2 separate regions of the Rattus norvegicus genome follow, and region 2 is linked to region 1. A link is a contact called in public Hi-C data. All regions are on one chromosome and are shown on one strand. Each heading gives the region's core, a stretch centred on a gene start, on an enhancer-like site or on the middle of the called end of the contact. The rest is flanking DNA. Distances are from core to core; before and after follow the strand shown.

Region 1 (3,366 bases), core at 262-2,761:
AGCAATGAGATACAAGTGCTTCTCACAGACCCACAGCCCTACCTTGGCTCTCTGGAACCTCTAGGTATGGGCTGGCACTAATGTTCTCTGACACCATCTGTTGTCCCTTCTCTGGGAGCAAAATCCCTGCTTGTCTGTATACTCTGTGGCCGTGAATGGATCCGCTCCCACCTGCCTCCTCCCTTTGTTCTTTCCCTTGATCCTCTAGGGTAAAGAGAACCAGTTGGCAGCTTGGCAAGGTGACTCTTTTATAAGGGCATGTCCTGAGGTAGCACACGGCCTCTTCCTGGCCAGGGTAACTGCTGGTACAGGATAGAACGCCTTGGTGCTTGGCCTCCAGAGCCACCATTCATTACACAGTCTTTATCTTTGTGCATATCCTGGAACAATACTCTTAAATAAATACTCTCAGGGGCATTTTTTTTCTCTGTGGGTATTGACTTTTGTGTTTCCATGACCTCAATGGGACCCAGAAATGGAGGAGTCAGGAGGTTTAGCAAATAAGCATTTGCCGCTGTCTACGCACACAGGGACAACTGTGAGGGATGGTGTTTTGTTTTCCAAGGGAGGCACGTCATTGATATGACACAGTCCGTGTATGTGAGCACATGGCGGCTTGGAAGTTTCCATTTGACCCCGAATGCCAGATAAGCCTATGTCCAGTGAGCAGGGGCAAGCTGTTCTTGAGAGCAGGAGGCCTTGTCACTGCCCAGCCTCTACCCCTGAGCCTTGGCCACACCCTTGAACTCTCCAGGCTGTCAAGTGCACTATACAATCAGGGAAGACTCCGGGGCTTCCCATCTGATATTCCAAATGGTTTTAATGTGTTTAATGAGATTCTGTAACATGAATATAAAAGTCCCCAATGGAGGAGTTAGAGAAAGAATTGAAGGAGCTGAGGAGCTTGCAACCCCATAAGAACAACAATATCAACCAACCAGAGCTCCCAGGGACTAAATCACTACCCAAAGACTACACATGACAGATCCATGACTTCAGCTGCATATACAGCAGAGGATGGCCTTGTTGGGATGGCCAGTGGGAGGAGAAGCCCTTGGTCCTGCCAAGACTGGACTCCCCAGTGTAGGGGAGTGTCAAGGCAGGGAGGCGGGAAGAAGTGGGTGGATGGTTGGAGGAACACCCTCATAGAAGAATGGGGAGAAGGGATAGGATAAGGGGATAACATCTGAAATGTAAATTTAAAAATATCCAATAAAAAAGGAATAAATTTAAAAGAAAAGAAAGTCTGGGGAAAAAAGAAAAGTATAGAAAACATCACCACGTAGCCTAGTTTTAAAATCCCGTTTTGTTTACCATGGGTCACCATTTACCACTACCATCCCGGTGGCGCTGGCATATTTGTTTACACCCGGGGATATGGAAGCTTAGCTAGGGCGGCTATGGAGTCCACACATAAGAGTGTGGCAGTCATGGATGGGAATCTACTAGAGAGCCACCCACACCCCCTCAGGGAACACCCAACTGCCAATCTTAAGCGTGTCTCCCTCTGCTCATCCTCGTTAGCCAGAAGCACAAAGGTCCACTCATCACAAGCCAGGTTCCCATGACAGCCTGCCAAGAGGAACCACGAAAGAGGAAGAGGAAATCCAAGCTCCCCGGGCCATTGTGTTTATTTGTTCTGAAACTAGAGTGGCTCCATTCATACCTTAGGACAGCAAGTGTGTTCTTGTATGACATCCAGAGGATGATGGGACATTTTTTTCCAGGGGCCTGGGGGAGAGGGAACCTATTTCTTTGTTTCTTTTATTAAAAAACATCCAAATCCTGCCTCTCCCTTGCAACTTTCCAGTCTGGCCAATGATAGAGGAACTCCTACATAGCCAGACATGTCTGGCCTCCTCGAAACCTGAAGGAACCCAGGGCATATGCCCAAGTGCCCTATCCCGTCCCTTCTCACAAAAGGCACACAGCTCACAGGGCTGAGCGCCCTTTCAAACACGAACGCTGGGACTACGGGAGAGATGCTGCGACAGCTCAACCACCTGGTAAAACAGGACTTTTCCTAATCCCTCTTTGTCCCAAAGGGTCTCAGGAATCACCTTTTAAAATCTCACCACCTACGCTAAGCAGAGTGTGAGACAGAGTGATGCTGCTATACATCTGTAGACCCAGAACCCGGGAGGCCAACCTAGAAGGATCCAGAGGGTGATGCCAGCAAGAGCCTGACTTCAGTGCTGTCTAAAAATGGTTAGAAGAATCTCTGAGTGGAGAAGATAACACACATGAGGCCTAGAATTTCAGTCTTTAGCTCTGGAGGTTGATGGGGGCACAGCACTCCTTTCTAATGTCCAGATTGAATAAAACCCTCAAACATTCAGAGTGGGTTTGATTTTCCAAAGGAACACACTGCGTGGATCTTTGTGGGCAGGTATGTGCACATGTGTGTGCCAGCCTCAGGTACCGCTCCTCAGGTTCTTACCTTAGCTCTCTTGGGGCACCTGAAGCTCACTGATTAGCGTTGTTAGCCAGTGAGCTTAAGGGACCTGCCTGTCTCTGCTTCCCCAGTGCTGGGATCTCGAGACTGTGCCACCACACCTGGCTTTTTTATATGGGTCCCGGAGATTGAAGACGGGTCTCTATGCTTGCATAATTTTACCGACAGCTGTCTTCCCAGCTGCAAGTATTTTGACCCCAGTTTAGTGCGTGTGGTCAGTTCTTAGGCTGCACAGCACTGCTTTCTAGCTCTAAATGGATGCGTAATAACTATGAGGAGGAGTGAGTGGAGCTAGATTGGGTGACAGTAACGTTCTCGGAGGAGATGTAGGAGCTTCCCGAGCTCTCTCCTCTGTAATTACCGTGCCTTTCATTGACTGACACTGCTGACGTCCTGTAAAACAGCTAGCATGGCAATAGCACCTGTGACAAACCCCCACGACCAAGTTCACAGGAGAAACAGGCAAAATGCATACCCAAGAAGAGCGATTTCCTATAAAGCCTGGCCACTGGGTGCAGGCATCACCTGGGCTGGGTTAGGGGATGTCTGGTAGGTAAGACATCCCTTCTGAATGGACCTGTGAGAAGTTTCCAGAGGAGAGGGGCCTGTGAGTCAGTAGACAGTATGGAAGACAGCCACAGGCAGGCACCACGGGAGGGCGGAACAAAAGGCTAAGAGAGAGAGAATCTTCCTGTAGCTGGTTCTCTTCTGGGCAGGGACTGCCCTTCCCTTGCTCACAGGCTTGCATTATGGGACCTGGCACCTTCACTGACAGCCCAGGATCTCCCAGTTCACAGAAACCCTGTTGCAGGATTTCTCTCCTCCATAACTGCATGAGCCAAACTCCAATAAATATGTCCACCTGTCTGTGTGTCTGTCCGCCTGACATCTATTTAACCTGTCCATCTATA
Region 2 (3,366 bases), core at 279-2,778, 100 kb before region 1:
GATCTGATGGATCGAGTTGTGGAAATATTTTGGGAAGGGAGGATTTCAGGTTCAACACTAGGGAATCTTAGGAAAGTTGACCTCATTGACAGCTCAGAGGAGGACATGAAACCTGCTGGCAAAGATGATCAATTTTACGTTTTTATCTCAGGGCCATATATAAGACTGTTAAAAGATTCAAAACAGAGAAATTATCATTAGACGTGGGCGTTAAAAGGAAAACCTCACTGGCCACCTGGAAAGGAGAGAGGGAGAGCTGGCGGGAGAGAGAAGACAACGTTTGCTAGGGACCCTATGGCCCGTGGGAGAGAGACAGGCAGAATCAGGACAAGCTATAAGGTCCTTACTGAAATCCTGCATTGGATGGAAAACCCATTTGTGAATGCAGGGCAGAAAGGAAGGTGTGAGCATGCAATCTGGATTCAGCCCCAAGAGGGGAAGGTGTCTCCATCAAATGCCTTATGGGATTCCCAAGGGAGGCTGGGATGTGCTGTGCAGTAGACCAAGCCAGCTACAGGCAGTGGTGACAAGTTGAGGAGTGACTTAGGTATGACAGTTGCTTGCTAGGGAGCAGGTGTAATGTGAAAATCTCAGAAGACACACCCAGAGAACTCAGAGCACCAGCCACAGGGAAAGTGGAGCTTTAGAAAGAATTTGCGAAGAACTCCCATGAAGGTATAGCACAGCTCTGCAGTGTCTATGGAAGCTACCTTCTCTCTACCTTTTCCTTGGCCAATCTTTTTGTCAACCAATGAAAAGAAATTTTTTTTTATTTTTGTAAAATTTACACAGTACATTGCTGATGATAAAACTTGAAAACAGAGAGCCTCATGCATAACAAAAATAATTTTCCTAGAATCCCAACTTGCCAAAATACCCACTCACCAACCTTTTCAGATATAAGCCTCTTTTTAACCCTAGAGCCATCTGGGAAAGGGCAGCCTGAGAAATGATTTCTTTGTACTTGGAGATCGGTTGACGTCTCTATTCTTATGTGGAGAGGTAGGCTTTTATTTATTTTTTTTTGAGGGGAAAAATTCATTTATTAGTTTGATATTGAAGACAGAGAAATGATCTACATCTCTACAGGGCCTAGCAAATCGCTTCCTCTCGGAAGTAAATTATTTCATGATAGTTGGGTTTCCATTGAATCAAAATGAACTCTCTGTAAATTACCCAACACCATATAATGTCACTTGAAATTCCTCTAGGCCCAAGCTCAAAGTCAGCAGCTCCTCAGCTCTGGTAACAGTGATGTTTGTCCGTTCCTAACCCATATTTGGAGGGACAATTTCTGAGCAACAGCTGTGTCTTACAGTTTGTGCCAAGAGCCTGTGGTGTGCAGACTGACACTGTGCTTGTTATCTGATTGCCATGTCCCTCCCATTTCTAGAGAGCTATCTAGATTTCATTTTCAACAGCCATCTTAGATTATGTATCAGGCATAGCACTAAATGATAAGGTTGACAAAACACACTCTAAAATAGACCTTTGGCCATTCTTGGCAGCCATGTGAAGCTTGTGTTCAGCCAGCACCAGGGGACAAAGTCTCTGTCCTTTGCTCAACTTGACCCTGTGAGGACCAAGGCAGAATGGTGACTGAGGACAGGGACCACTTTTTTCATACGCTGTCATGTCACCTCGTTTGTCTGGGATGTACTCCGGGTGGGTGTAAAGACTGCTAGGAGAGAGGAGAATGCTTTCCCTGAATAACCAGATGCACATTCTTTGCAGAACGCCGGTGCCCTCCTGACTCTGCTGTCCTGCCCACTGAGAGCTTGTTTAAACAGGGCAGCATCCAGCATCTTTCACGAGACCTATGCATGTTTTTTAAAAATATTGCCTGGGAATATCAGTGGATGAAACAGGAAACGGCCTCCCTCTGCTTAGGTTCTGGCTCTGAGGAAGTTCAGTGTTAGAATTTTGCACTGTTTTATACAAAGTATCTTTAGATCTCTGGTTAACCGCCATGAACACAGCACAGACTATGCATCTCAAATTTATGTTAACCTTAGACAAGAGCAGTTAGTTCCCCTGTTCTATCAACAGTGAACCTTGATACTGATGGAAGCAAGCACTGGGATAGACGGAAATTTGTTCTCTCTGTGTGTTGATGAACATGTGTTCGATGGCAGGCCCATGTTGCCTTGTGCTTTGTAATCAGTCACCAAGAAGGGGACCAACTTACTTTTCCCTGTGCTCTTTGCAAACCAAGGTCTACACAAATTAAACGCACACACATGTGTTAGTCCCTTCAAGCTGATGTACGCAGAAAGAGCCAATAGACTCAAGGGGCCTCCAAGGAGCACTTCCTCTGGAGGGAAGAGCAGAGCCCGACCCTGTGCACAGGGAGGCTGTGAAGGGCCTCTGCTATAAAATGAGGAGACATGTTGTTCTAAAGTTCTCCTGTTCGCCAAGTCTATGACTTGGAAATACACACCCTCCCCACAACGTTCATTCCCACACACTGTTTTAAATGCAAAATCCGAGGCCACTGGGCTGTTGACAGCATCACCGATTGGATTCTGAGCTTTGAGATTCTGCCTTTGAAACCTGACATTTGAAACAGACTGTGGGAAGGGAATTTCTTTGACTCGCTGAGAAACAAATCCAGTTACAGAACTGTTTACTTCCTATAATTGCCTTTAAAACCTAAGTGGAAGGCAGTTATACTGAGCTCATGGGTGATGTGTAGAGAACTGCAAGACACACACACACACACACCACACGAATGCACCATGAACCAACACAAGAGCACAGACACACATTCATCCACATGCACACAGAGAAGAACACACATACATGCACACATGCACACATGCACACACACACACACACACCACACGAATGCACCATGCACCAACACAAGAACACAGACACACATTCATCCACCTGCACACAGAGAAGAACACACATACATGCACACACACACACACACACACACACACACACACACACACACACACACAGAGGCTGTGGACCCAGCTCACCCTGCTAATTACCCTGCCTGCACGGACACTGCTATTCTCTAATTTTCTGCCTTCTCTGCCTGAGAGGCCCCTCAGCAGGGTGGTGCTTCAGGACTGTCTGGCCTGGGAGACCTTTCCGTCTGGGACAGTACCATTCTGTCTAGACGGGGAGAGCCCATCTGCTCTGTCGTGACTCTCAGTGCCAAACGCACCTCCCTCCAGCCCTCTGCCAAAAGCTTCCTTTTGAGCATTTCGAGTTGCAAGAACAGACTGTCAAAACCATCCCTAGAGTGTGGCTTGTGCTTCCCACCCCTGGGCCTGCTCCTGGGCTGGCAGAGTCCTTTGTCCTCTTCAACTTACACCTTCGCCAGGGAGAGGGACAGCCATGAGCAAAGGC

What was found. A called contact is a pair of places that touch in the nucleus more often than the background predicts.
Region 2: a contact with region 1 is called in a Hi-C map of liver, with 2.1 times the contacts expected there. The contact joins two enhancer-like sites. A contact is called at or near these places in 2 of 12 Hi-C or Micro-C datasets (kidney and liver).

What each region holds. Positions count from the first base shown.
Region 1 is chr16:85,352,951-85,356,316 of GRCr8, reverse strand. No RefSeq gene overlaps it. Among named protein-coding and RNA genes, the nearest start is that of Irs2, 160 kb to the right of the region's middle. Within about 2 kb of position 1,511, at least 4 of the 93 cell types and tissues checked have an H3K27ac peak or open chromatin away from gene starts, as enhancers often do. A contact at or near this core is called in liver, where this site is marked.
Region 2 is chr16:85,457,708-85,461,073 of GRCr8, reverse strand. No RefSeq gene overlaps it. Among named protein-coding and RNA genes, the nearest start is that of Irs2, 270 kb to the right of the region's middle. Within about 2 kb of position 1,528, at least 2 of the 93 cell types and tissues checked have an H3K27ac peak or open chromatin away from gene starts, as enhancers often do. A contact at or near this core is called in liver, where this site is marked.